2 separate regions of the Triticum aestivum genome follow, and region 2 is linked to region 1. The links are chromatin contacts, called in public Hi-C maps. All regions are on one chromosome and are shown on one strand. Each heading gives the region's core, a stretch centred on a gene start, on an enhancer-like site or on the middle of the called end of the contact. The rest is flanking DNA. Distances are from core to core; before and after follow the strand shown. Region 1 holds the start of LOC123123925 (2-oxoglutarate-Fe(II) type oxidoreductase hxnY). Region 2 holds the start of LOC123123958 (vacuolar protein 8).

Region 1 (6,276 bases), core at 1,299-3,798:
TGTGGGGGTGCTAGATCTGGAGTTCGATGGTATGTCCAGGGTGTTGCCCCGGTCTGATTCTTTCAATGGTATTGGCTTCGCTTTTGGCGAGCCACCTTGGAGGTCTGCAAAGCTGCATATCAACGATGGAGCTGCATCGAGCTCGGGTGTGGTGGTGATCCATCATTTTTTTCTTTGGTGCCTGTGTGGTGGTGCTAGAGGCAGGTAACGGATGTTGGTGTCAAGCTTAGATGTTTCTTCGGTCTTGTTTGTATTTTTACTTCTTCTTTCTTAAAATTTGTATTCTACTTTTTGCCTGGTATTCCTTTGTGCAAAGAGTAGCATTATGCTACTTTTTAAGTTTTGCTAGGTCGGTATGTACGTAGCTTGTACTATGATCCTTATGATATAAATAAGACACATATTACCATGCAGAATAATAATAATACAAGATTAGCATTTTAGTACATGGTAAACATTTTTCAATACACGACATACTTTTTAAAATGGAAATTAATTTTTTTTCACACACAATGTACATTTTTTTGTGTACATTAGGAATATTTTTTATATACTTTTAATATTTTTAAATATATGATCAACATTATATACATGACAAACATTTTTCTTTACAGATTTAAAGTTTTTTGAATGCTTGATTAGAAAATTTCAAGTACTTAATTAATATTTTTTAAATGCTTGATTAAATTTTTAAATACATGATTAACTCATTTCCTACACATTGTATACATTTTTATATACATGATAAACATTTTCTTCTATACAAATTTAACATTTTTCGTCTGTGGCTCCTGCACACCGGGCCGATCTATTTATTTAGGCGCCTGACGCGAGCCGGTCTATTTATTTAGGCGCCTGACGCGAGCCGGTCTATTTATTTAGGCGCCTGACGCAAGCGGGTCTGGCATTTCCTATTTAGCGCTGCAGGCGCCCGTTATAGGGCATTTCGCAAACGGGCGCCTGCAGCCACTGCGACCTGGGCCGGCCCATGTATATCTTCTTCTTTTCTGTTTAAAAGTTCAGAAAATGTGCGCCACGGAAGTTCGAACTCATGACCAGTTGCAGCGACCCCAACACAGCTACCACTAGGCCATCGAACAACTACTGTTTCGTAACTTGCTTTTTTTGTTTTTATTTGTATCTTCAATCGCGGCAATCCCTTGGTTTTGGGAAGCGTCAAAAAACTTCCCTAGCCGGTTTTCTTCACGGTTCATTGGTCATTTCCGGGGAGGTTGTTATTCGGGTATTTTTTTTTCATTTTTGAAGACTGTGTTCTTTTTTCCATTGAATCTGTTCCTTCTGTATTTTTGAATGATGGACTTTTTTCAAATATTTGACCATTTTTTCAAATGCAATGAACTTTTTTGATAATGATGCACTTTTTTAAAAAAAACAAGGATTTCTTTCCAAATTTGACGAACCTTTTTCCAAATCCAGTCAACTTTTTCCAAAATCGTGAACTTTTCAAAAATCCATGAACTGTGCATCAAAAATCCATGAACTTTTCAAAAATCCATGAACCTTTTCTAAAAAATTCATGAACTTGTTTTTCAAACTCAATGAACTTTCTTCGGAAATTCATGAGCTTTTTTCAATTTCGATGAACTTTGTTTCAAGTTTGTGAACTTTTCTAGAAAATTGATGAACTTTTTTTGAAAATTCATGAACTTTTTTCAAATTTCGATGAACTTTTTTAAATTTGCTGTACTTTTTTAAAAACTGATGAACTTTTTGTTTAAAAATTGATGAACTTTTTTCAAGTTTGTGAACTTTTCTTGAAAATTGATGAACTAATTTTGAAATCCATGAACTTTTTTCAATTTTGATGAACTTTTTTCAAATTTTGATGAACATATTCAAAATCGATGAACTTTTGTTTGAAAATTGATGAACATTTTTTCAAGTTTGTGAACTTTTCTTGAAAATTGAACTTTGTTCGAAATCTATGAACCTTTTCAAATTCCTGATTTTTGTTCATCAAATAATTCAAAAAATAGTAATTGGTACAGTTTTGTCCAATAAATTACCACTGCAACATTGTTATTACATAATTTGCGCTGTTACCTATCACTAGTTGTAAGTAGTCCGAGTGGTTAGCAGAACTCGTTTGTTAGTGAAACTGCACATGTTCGAAATCTGTCCCGAGCATTAATTTTTTAATTCAGTTGTACTTCTTACAAAGAATTTTCCTTTCAAACAACTAAATTACTGGAAGCCAGATCCAAATTCTTAAAGATTTCAATCAGCAGGTTTCTGTGATTTATGGAGATTTTTCCATTGTTAAGAAAGTTCGTTCCATATTTTGTTCAAGCATATTTCATTTCATACATATTCGGAAAGAAATTTGCAGTTCGAATTGTATTGTCGAAAGGTAGAAGAAACAGCAGAACGAACAAACAGCCGAACGAAGAAACAGTCGAAAGAAACAGTATAAGCGCGCAACTACTTGGGCCAGCGAAGAAACAGCCCACCAACGACGCCCTACAGGCGCCACTTAAGGTAACCGGCGCAGAAGGCGCCAACTAGGAGCTCTCAGCGGCAAGGGCCGTGCTATGCCAGGCCCTTTTACATCCGGTCCGGGCGGGGGTCCAGGTCTGCTCTAGCCCAGCCGAGCCTTCCGCCGAAGCTCATCCATAAAGATTAGACTGACCGAGATTCAGACATAGTCAGACGCAGGCGTCAGCAGAAGCAGAGCAGCAGGCGATGGCCGGCGGTAGCCTGAACCTCCCCGTGGTTGACCTCGCGCCCCCCGACATCAAATCCGCCGTGGATGCCGTCCGGAAGGTTGCTCGCATGATTTCTCTTTTGTGTGGAGTCACCAAGAAGCGTCACGCCATGTGCGATTTGGTTTGGTTTACAGGCATGCGTGGAGAGCGGGTTCTTCTACGTCACCAACCACGGGATCCAGGACGGCCTGCTGGAGGCGCTGTTCGCCGAGAGCAAGAAGTTCTTCGAGCTGCCGCTGGAGGAGAAGATGTTGCTGCAGAGGAACAGCGCCCACCGGGGCTACACCGCGCCCTACACCGAGAAGCTCGACGCGTCGTCCGAATTCCAGGGTTAAATCCAGTTCCTGATCTACCTGAATCGACCTCTGTGTTAAATCCAAGTAGTATAAATTATGGCTCAGGATACGTGCCAGGTTACCAACAGTATTGTTTACTGAGATGGGAAACTGTTCTCTTGGAGCAACATTGTTTAGGACTTGTGACATTTAAAACTGAACAACTAGCTGAACGTCATTACTTTGTCCGCAGACAATAGAATATTCACATGATTCTTTTGAAGCCAGGGTAGCTAGAAGCCTAGAAGTATTTGTCATCGTGCTTCAGTTACTTTGTCTGCTCAGATGTTGTGGTGGCCTGGTGGGGAGAGAGTTAGTTAGTTACAAATGTAGCAGAGCAGAATAGGGGTTGAAGAACCCACTGATATTATCCTCAGTTTCTCACATCCTATAGCTTGAAGCAACCACCGCGCCTTCTAGACTTGACCTTCAGCATTTCTGCTGTTTCTAGTGATATATTGTGATACCTGATTGTGAATTTTGTGATATTGAGCAGGAGACCTCAAGGAGAGTTTCTACATTGGGGCGGTCGGGGACGTAGATATGCCGAATGATCCTAACCAATGGCCTCCTAAAGGTGCTTAATCTGCTTTGTCATCTCTTAAGAACTGATAAGTTTGTTAACTGTCATCCTTATAAGTATATATAAACATCAGTCCTGTTATTTGGGTCTTCTCCTTTTTCTGCCATGCTTCTTCTCAACAGACAAAATGAAACCTTGTCTGGTTAATTTAACTGCAGAGCGATTTCCATCTTGGAAGGATACAATGAAGCTGTACCATGCAGCTGCACTGTGAGTTTTTTTTTTGTGTGTGTGTGTATGTGTGTCTCAGCAAAATGAAATCGATCAATTGTATTAGAACGATCATTTCTTCAGATTTCAATTGTTGCATTTGTATGTTCCTTTTATTGAGCTATCTAAAATAACTATAGTCAATGTTATTTCTGATCACCAACCAGGGCTGCTGGCAAAAGGATACTCTCTCTAATTGCTCTGAGTCTGGACCTAGAAGCTGAATTCTTTCAGAACATTGGTGCAGTCGACTGCTCTTCAGAAGTTATTCGGTTATTGCACTACCCAGGTCACATCATTATATTTCCTTTATGTCATTCGAAAGAATCAGAAGTTCTATTCTAATCATATCCTGTGGAAGGCTAGATCTTGGCTGTCTTCTTTCACACACTAGCTTAGTACCCGTGCTTTGCCATGGATCAAAATCACACTGTTCGAACATATGCTGATTATGCTATGCACTCCATGCCGTGCCTTCAGTCACTACATTCTCGCCTCTAGTCAATTGTCCACGCCACATCCACATCCCTCGTGTTACTACCTAATAACTAAAATCCTGTACATCATTGATACTTCAGATTTAGTGTAGAAAGCATATTTGCAACCTTAGCTATGTCCTTTTAGCAGCAGTTCCTGTACATTATGCTGCTTAAAGCTGCACTGCTGATCATGACAAAGTCTGATAATACTACAGAATCTAAAAACTGAAGAAAACATACCCCCAAAAAATCTGCCGCACCAAAAAGCGATCACCTACAATTGACCAACAACACAAGTTTTCTACAGGGGCAGCAGTTCCAACAAGGACTGTGGCGCTGCAAGATTTAGCATAGCACTTGAATTTTGAACCCTGGCTAGGGCATTGTAGCGAAAAAAGAATGGAAAAAGAATTCCAAGTTTACTGTAGGTGAAGTAACCAAGTCTGATAATGCGAGTGTTTCCTTACATAGTATTTCTTATTTTTTTTCCTTTCTAAATGAGATTTTTGTAGAGAAAAAAGAATGGAAAATAATAAAAAGTTTATTGTAGGTGAAGTAAATGAGTCTGATAATGGAAATTATGGTGCATCAGCTCATTCAGATTATGGAATGATAACTCTTCTGGCAACAGATGGGACTCCTGGCTTGCAGGTAACTTCATTTCTTCTCTCTTCTGCAGCTAATACTCATGTACAAAATATATGCTCAAAAAAATTGGTTGAGCAGGGGGCTATGTCCCCATTGCCACTTCAACAAACAATAGATCTCATTTTAGAAAAGTAGAAATCATGACATCATTGTTTTTGCATTTATAATTTATATGCTGGATACTTGCACTGTTGTGAGTGTGCAGATATGCAGGGAGAAGGATAGGCATCCTCAACTCTGGGAAGATGTTCGTCACGTTGATGGGTAAATATTTCTTCATAAACAGCGTTATAGTCTGGTGCCTTTTGTGGTAATTATTATTGTAGAAGCTTTGAATGGCTTCTAATTCTCTATTTGCTTGTTGGTTCGGTCTACTTGCTGAACCCCTGTTTGCATGCTTTTAGATAATATGTGTTGCTTGCAGGTATGGTAAATGATGCTAACAAATCTTGTGAACTTGTAGGACCCTTATTGTTAACATTGGCGATTTGCTAGAAAGGTGGACGAATTGTGTTTTCAGGTACTGCATCTTTAACATGTGTGGAATCCATCATGTCTGCAGTAGGAGTTGTTCCAGACCTTCTGAAATGCTCAGACTCTTTGATTGATGTCTTATGCACTACCGGTCTAATTTATCTCTACACAAACCTTGTGCACAAACTTTGATTGTTATGCACTTTTTTCTGTGACTTGCAGATCTACGCTTCATCGGGTTGTTGCAGTTGGCAAAGAGCGATATTCTGTGAGTATCCTGACTACTGAATTCAGTTTTTTCGTAAAGGGTTTTCACTTCCCATCATTGTTTACAACATATCTCTTGAAGAAGTCAGGTGTTGCTCTTTTTTCATGGGAAAACCACCACCAGTAACATAGAAGTAGCATCACAGCTCATAGATTTTATGATTTAATGTTAAAGCATGTTTGGCGCGTTATCATTTACACACGTTTTATATGCATCAGGCGGCTTACTTCCTGGACCCAAGACCCGATCTAGTGGTGCAGTGCTTGGAAAGCTGTTGCTGCGAAGCATATCCTCCAAGGTCCTCTTCTTTTACCCAAAGATTTTAGTAGTTACTCCCTCCGGAAAGAAATATCAGACCGTTTAGATCACTACTGATCTAAACGCTCTTATATTTCTTTACAGAGGGAGTATATGTTAAAGTTTGATTGTCACAATTCTTGAAGTGCCTTTTCAGGTTTCCACCTATCACGGCGGGTGACTATTTGAAAGAACGATTAAGTGCCACATACAAATAACTAGCGGGATTTCGACGTTTAGTTATCTGGTAAAATAT
Region 2 (6,177 bases), core at 1,959-4,458, 490 kb before region 1:
AAGTCCTAACAAAGTACATTATCCTCATCAAGGACATACGATAATGTTGTGACAAGTGTTTGAACAAGTGGTGATGACAGTGGTGATTTTCCAATTAAAATAGGACTGCACCAAGGGTCAGCTTTGAGCCCGTATCTTTCTGATTTGTTGATGGATGAAGTCACAATGTATATACAGGGAGATATCCCATGGTGTATGCTCTTTGCAGATAATGTGGTGCTAGTCAACGATAGTCTGACGGGGGTTAATAGAAAGTTAGAGCCGTGGTTGCGGACTTTAGAATTGAAAGATTTTAGGCTTAGTAGAACTAAAACTGAGTACATGAGGTGCGGTTTTAGTACCACTAGGCACGAGGAGCAATAGGTTAGCCTTGATGGGTAGGTGGTACCTCAGAAGGACACCTTATGATATTTGGGGTTGAAGCTGCAGAAGGTTAGTGATCGATGAAGATGTGAGCCATCGAACCAAAGCCGGATGGATGAAGTGGTGCCAAACTTCTGGCGTCCTCTATGACAAGAGAGTGCCACAAAAGCTAAAATGTAGGTTCTATAGGACGGAGATTCAACTTCCGATGTTGTATGGCGGAGATTGTTGGCCAACTAAAAGGCGACATTTCCAACGGTTAGGTGTAGCAGAGATGCACATGCTGTGATGGTTTGGGCATATACAACGCAGGCCTTCAGAAGTGCTGGTGTCTAGCGGAAGATTAAAGCGTGTCAAGAGAGGTATGGGTAGACCAAACTTGACATGGGAGGAATCCGTGTAAAGAGAGACCTGAAGGACTGGAATATCACCAAAAGAATTAGCCATGGACAGGGATTATCCACGTGCCAAAACCGTGACTAGGTTTCGAGATCTTATGGGTTCCAACTCTAGCCTATCCCAAACTTGTTTGGGACTGAAAGGCTTTGTTGTTGTTGTTGTGACAAATCTCATATCTTGTTTGCCCTGGATGGCATGTGATGAGATGTCCAGTCTATGCAAAGTATGTAGTCCGTGTCTCTTAGTAGTGCTTGATTGGGTACACGTGATATGTCTTGACGGGTGCTGCTGATGTCTTCTCTTAATTGTTTGGCTGCCTCAAGGGGATAAATCATAGAACTATTAACTACAGCTGCATCTTACTGCTGAAGTAGAGGTTTGTGTAGAAATATTATGACGGTTACCAACATATTATTCCTAGTCGATAGTGTTGGCATGTGCAACTGCTGAGTAGGAAATCTTCAATTCTTAACCATTAAGAAAAGTGATCATGCTCCCAACTTCTTAAATGTTATGCGTAATAAATCAACCCCGTAATGCAAAAGTAAGGGTGAAAAGGAGAATGCAATGATGATAAGATTACCATGTTTGCCTTTTTTATCAACAATCCTGATATGCTGTCATACTTTGGTGGTGCAAACCAATCTACTTAAATGTTATGATGCATCTTCTGTAAATACTACTCCCTCCGTCCCATAATATAAGAACGTTTTTGACACTAGTATAGTGTTAAAAACGTTCTTATATTTTGGGACAGAGGGAGTATTTTTTTATTGTGGTATGATATAGTCTGGTTATTGTGCATTCTTACTGACATTTTACTTTTAAGGTTGATAATTGTGGATTCTTACATGGTCATGCTCGAGTTTCTTTTATTTTTGCAGTTGGACAAGAACGGATGTTACGATTCGCTTAGTGGATGGGATGTCTCAAGTGTGTGGTAACCAACAGCCATATGAAGTCTCTGCTTGGAATGTGTACTTTGCAACAGCTGGAGGCAGAGGCGGAACACGCAAGCGGCGCCATGGAGCGACGAACTATTAGTTGATGGACCTCTGCAATGCCATTACATGTTTAACTAGCCCACCAACCACCCCCATCTTTTCCAGCTGAAGCTGTGGTCTGAGCTAGAGCGTTGGGTGGTTCCTATCAGCCGTCCTCAACGCCTCATCATCATCCTGTGATCTTGATCTGCCTTGGCTTCTTGTGGTTTGAAATCACTTGGCCTGGAACATTATCAGTTGGGCATCCTTCCAAAGCCTTCTCCCAGGAGCCCTCTGCTGGGCTCTCTCACAAGCTTGAGTGTGCACCTACTACCTACGCCGTCTCATGCGGTGTTGTTTAATGCATGCCGTCTGATATGGTTGAAGCATCAAGCTGTATTCTGTACTGTATGGTACCATGTTCGCCGTGTGGCTACTGTCACGCTGGAGATCGATCGGTTAAATGGTCCACTCGTCTTTTGTGTGAACTGGCAGCAAAGGGGCAGTGGTGGTTCTGGGGAGGATATGCATTGCTTCGTTGCTGGGAAATTTCTGGTCGAATGGGTGTACAAATTTTCAACGATTCTAAAACAGTGTACCGCGGCCAAGGGTAGTACGAACTTAAGAGTCGTAAAAGGGAACATTTGAACAGGATTTGCACGGTTCGGTGCGTTCTCATCGGGTATTTACTCTTTCCCTAGTTTGATTCTGCAAAAGGAGAAGGAGGCGAGCTGAAAATGCTCATGTGACTAGGGAACGGTGATTGGTAAGCTCACCACAAGTCATAAATACAGGCTTGCAACGCCAGCCGATGGGCACGCACCACAAATAAATGGTGGCGCACGGCAACCGGACACGGATAGGTAGATGGACGGGCGGATCCCTCCAAACAAGACAGTGACATAGCATGGCGTTCGTATGCAAAGTACTCTATTCCCAACCCGTGAAGTACCTGTACGTGTACGTGGTATACTGGATGAGACACTGACACCTAATCCTGCCTTGTGTTGTGCGATTGGAAAATTCTGTTGGTTAAAATTAGCTTTGCGATGAGCTGAAAGCCACTTTTATCTGAAAGGAGGCGCGCACATGTAACGCGACGGGTTCTGTTCCAAACAGCGACGCAAGATGAAACCATCACATACACTGATCGTACAATTAAAAGGTGATTTAGAACTTAATCGCTTAGTTTTACTGATAAAGGGTGATCTTACCATGTGTTTATGTTGAATCCAAAAATACCCTCAACCACAAGATGTCAAGCTTATTCAAACGGCATCGTCAGATCGTGTAAGACTAGATCGCCAAGCACTCGTGGGTAGAACAGTCGAAACGGCAGCGACCTCCATTCAATTCAAAAACCCTCCCACTCCCTCCAGCTGCAGCGGATGTCAGCCAAAAGCCGTAAAAGGACGACGAGCGAGTGGCAGCAGCAGCCACTCACCGATTCAAAACCAGCAGCGCTCAAACGGTCGGATCCCCGCGGCTGCAGGTCCCCGACCCCCACCATCCATCCCACTCCCACGTGCCCCCCTCCTCTCCCCGATCCGACGGCCCGCCTCGCCCCAATTCAAAACACCTCCTCGTCCTCCACTCCCCACACACACCACTGCTAGCAGCCAAGCAGAGCAGCGCCCGCCCGGAGAGAAATAAATTCGGAAGGCCGTCTCCCCAACGACTCGCTCGAAACTGCGCGGCGCGACGCCAGAGGGACCTGTCGGACGCGGCTCGCTCGCTACAAGCCTACAAGGCCAGCGCGGATGCTGGCGATCATTCCCCAATCCTCTCTGGTTGCTCCTGCCCTGCTCTTCTCACCTCTCACTCCCACGCGCGCACTCCTACTCACTGAGGAATTGGATGCTGGCGATCCATTGACCCTTATGATGGGCAACTGATTGATTGATGATTGGCATATCCATCGTAGCAGCAGCGGCGGCGGCGGTACTAGCTCTCGTGGGTTTCTTCGCGCTGGCGGTCGGCGTCGGGAGGAGGGACGGAGCAGCGGCGAGCGGGGGCGCGTCCAGCGGAAGCGAGTGGACCGGAGGGCGAGGTAACTAGCTCGCTTGCTTGCTTCATCTCGCCTTGATTTTTTTTCTGCACGTGGTCTCTGGGCTGGATACGCGTCCCGTTGCCTTTCGCCTTTGCTTCCTCGCGGCCGACTTTTCCCGTGCTCCCTTGGCAGGCTTGGAAGCCAAGCTAAGCATCACCGGGGCTTTTCTCCCTGTGTCCGTCCACCTTGTAGATTTCAGAAGCTTCCTCCAAGTGTTTGCGAATTGGGGCGCATGATCCTAAGTTTGAGAAAGATACGAGGGAGATTTGGGAGCGACTTATTTTCGAAAATTTACAGCGTTTCCCCCTTCTTTTTAACTTTTTTTCTAAAGCACACTTTAATAGAGGGATTTCTAAGTTTGCGAGATACTCCGTTTTTATTTTCGAAAATTTACAGAACTTTCTATCTAGGGGCATCTCTACGATTTTAGCAAAAGTACAGGGCCAGACCACAATAATAAATCCCGTCCTCATCCGTGCCGGCGCCTAGCCGCCGCCGACGCTGTCCACGCCGGCGCTCGCACGTCGCTGGCACACAATACGACAGTTGTATTCACCGCGCTGCCCGCTCCCGATGACGCGTGCGGCTTTGCCTCGCCTCTCTCTGAAAGCAAAGCGAAAGGCTGCCCCGGGCCCACACCCCAAGCACCCCGTGCGTTCGGATCCGGGAGCCCGAGGTCGTGTGCTCTGGGCTCGGTCGGCCTCGTTTGGGTTCCCCGCGGACGCTGCCGATCCGGCTCATGATGCGGTGCCCCGCCACCCGCGCGCTCGCTCGCTGACACGCCGGCCCCAGCGTGGCCGTACGGCACGCACCGCTTGGGAAAGTTGTGGCCAAGGAGAAAAAGACATCGTGTTACGCAGATCGCGTGCGCGGTGCGTCCCTCCATGTGCCGATGACAGGTGGACCCACTTTCTTTTTTAACTGGAGTGGTTAGCTAGTGTTAATCTCGGGTCAGGTTAAATAAAGTCTGCAGGATCTCTTTCCGTGCATGCGTGTCTACTCTAGAAGCTCGTGATAAAATTTGTACTCCCTCCGTTCCTAAATACTTGTCTTTCTAGAGATTTCAACAAGTGACTACATACAAAGTAAAATGAGTGAATCTACATTCTAAAATGTCTACATACATCCGTATATTGTAGTTCATTTGAATGTCTAGAAAGACAAATATTTAGAAACGGAGGGAGTAGTACGTAAAAGAATTGTGGTGAGATTTTTTTTTTTTTTGCCTTTTTCTTTTTCACATGGCATGCAGCTTTTTGAAGGGCTTATCGGCTCGTCTACGATACGTCGCCCCACGCAATTATTTCCCCATGATTCTTTTGTGTTACGAAAGCGCCAGATCTTTGGATTAGAATACAAGAAAGTATTCCTGCTCTACTCTAGTGTGAAAATTATGAGTACCGAAATCATACTCCTTTTGTCCTAAGCACTCCAATAGATTGCGAATTTTCCTGAGACGCCACCCGCCGCCGCACTCGGCTTAAGTTCTAGTACGTATCCCGTTCCGTTCTGCTCGCACCACTTGGCCATCTCTCCCGTTGCTGAATTTATTTATTTGTTTGTTCTCATTCACTCGTCACCTACCTAGCCCTCATTCCGCGGGTCAAAACTCAGAATGCCTCCAGCCTGAATTTATTCTGTTACCGAACAGTGCAAAGCAAGTGAGAAAGCCTGGGAATTTTGATAGGGCCATCGTACCAGCTCATGATCTTGCGTGTCGCCGCCCGCAGCTCATGATCCGCCCGATTTCGCATTTCGTCCACCCAAAGCAATGCAAAGGCCGGGGGAGAACATGCTAGATTGCTAGATGAGGTTAGCAGTAGCTTTCCACGACGGATTTTGATTCGTTTAAAATACCGGAGGATTCCTTCCTGTGTCCCCTTCTAGCTTCTTCTTCGTTGTTTTCTTTTCGAGGATTTGTCCGCTTCTTCCTTTACTGACTGAGGTGGGAGCGTTGCTAATCTAGTGGATGCCTGCAGATCACAAGGCGCGGTGTTGTAACTGGTGCGACCAGGAAATGAGCTTGCACAGCTGTCCGGCCGCGGCCGGGGACGCGCCGACCGGGACGGCGGAGGACCTGCTCGAGCGGGCGCGGGGCCTGGTGCCGGCGGCGCTGGACGCGGCGCGCGCGGCGACGGGGTTTGGCGCGCGGTGGAAGGCCATCGCGGCGAGGCTCGAGAGGGTGCCGCCGTGCCTGTCCGACCTGTCCAGCCACCCCTGCTTCTCCAAGAACGCGCTCTGCCGGGAGCTGTTGCAGTCCGTTGCTGCCACCCTCGCCGAGGCCGCCGAGCTCGGCGTGCTCTGCCGCGAGCCGCCCAAGGCTGGCAAGCTGCAGATGCAGAGCGACCTGGACGCTCTCGCCGGGAAGCTGGACCTCAACCT

What was found. Hi-C and Micro-C count contacts between places; a contact is called where the count stands out from the background.
Region 2: a Hi-C map of leaf shows a contact between it and region 1, with 5 times the contacts expected there. The contact joins the promoter of LOC123123958 here to the promoter of LOC123123925 in region 1. A contact is called at or near these places in 2 of 5 Hi-C or Micro-C datasets (both in leaf).

Annotation. Positions count from the first base shown.
Region 1 is chr1B:358,525,385-358,531,660 of IWGSC CS RefSeq v2.1, reverse strand. LOC123123925 (2-oxoglutarate-Fe(II) type oxidoreductase hxnY) reads left to right here and starts at 2,548. Exons shown (of 11, transcript XM_044544581.1): 1 at 2,548-2,784; 2 at 2,861-3,056; 3 at 3,558-3,638; 4 at 3,803-3,854; 5 at 4,022-4,143; 6 at 4,884-4,984; 7 at 5,187-5,245; 8 at 5,445-5,501; 9 at 5,678-5,723; 10 at 5,942-6,021; 11 at 6,178-6,276. The coding sequence starts at 2,704. The coding sequence ends at 6,238.
Region 2 is chr1B:359,015,180-359,021,356 of IWGSC CS RefSeq v2.1, reverse strand. It overlaps LOC123123958 (vacuolar protein 8), which reads left to right and starts at 3,208. Exons shown (of 2, transcript XM_044544623.1): 1 at 3,208-3,795; 2 at 5,775-6,177. The coding sequence starts at 3,648. It overlaps LOC123123978 (protein COFACTOR ASSEMBLY OF COMPLEX C SUBUNIT B CCB2, chloroplastic), which reads left to right. Exons shown (of 7, transcript XM_044544656.1): 7 at 1,647-2,430.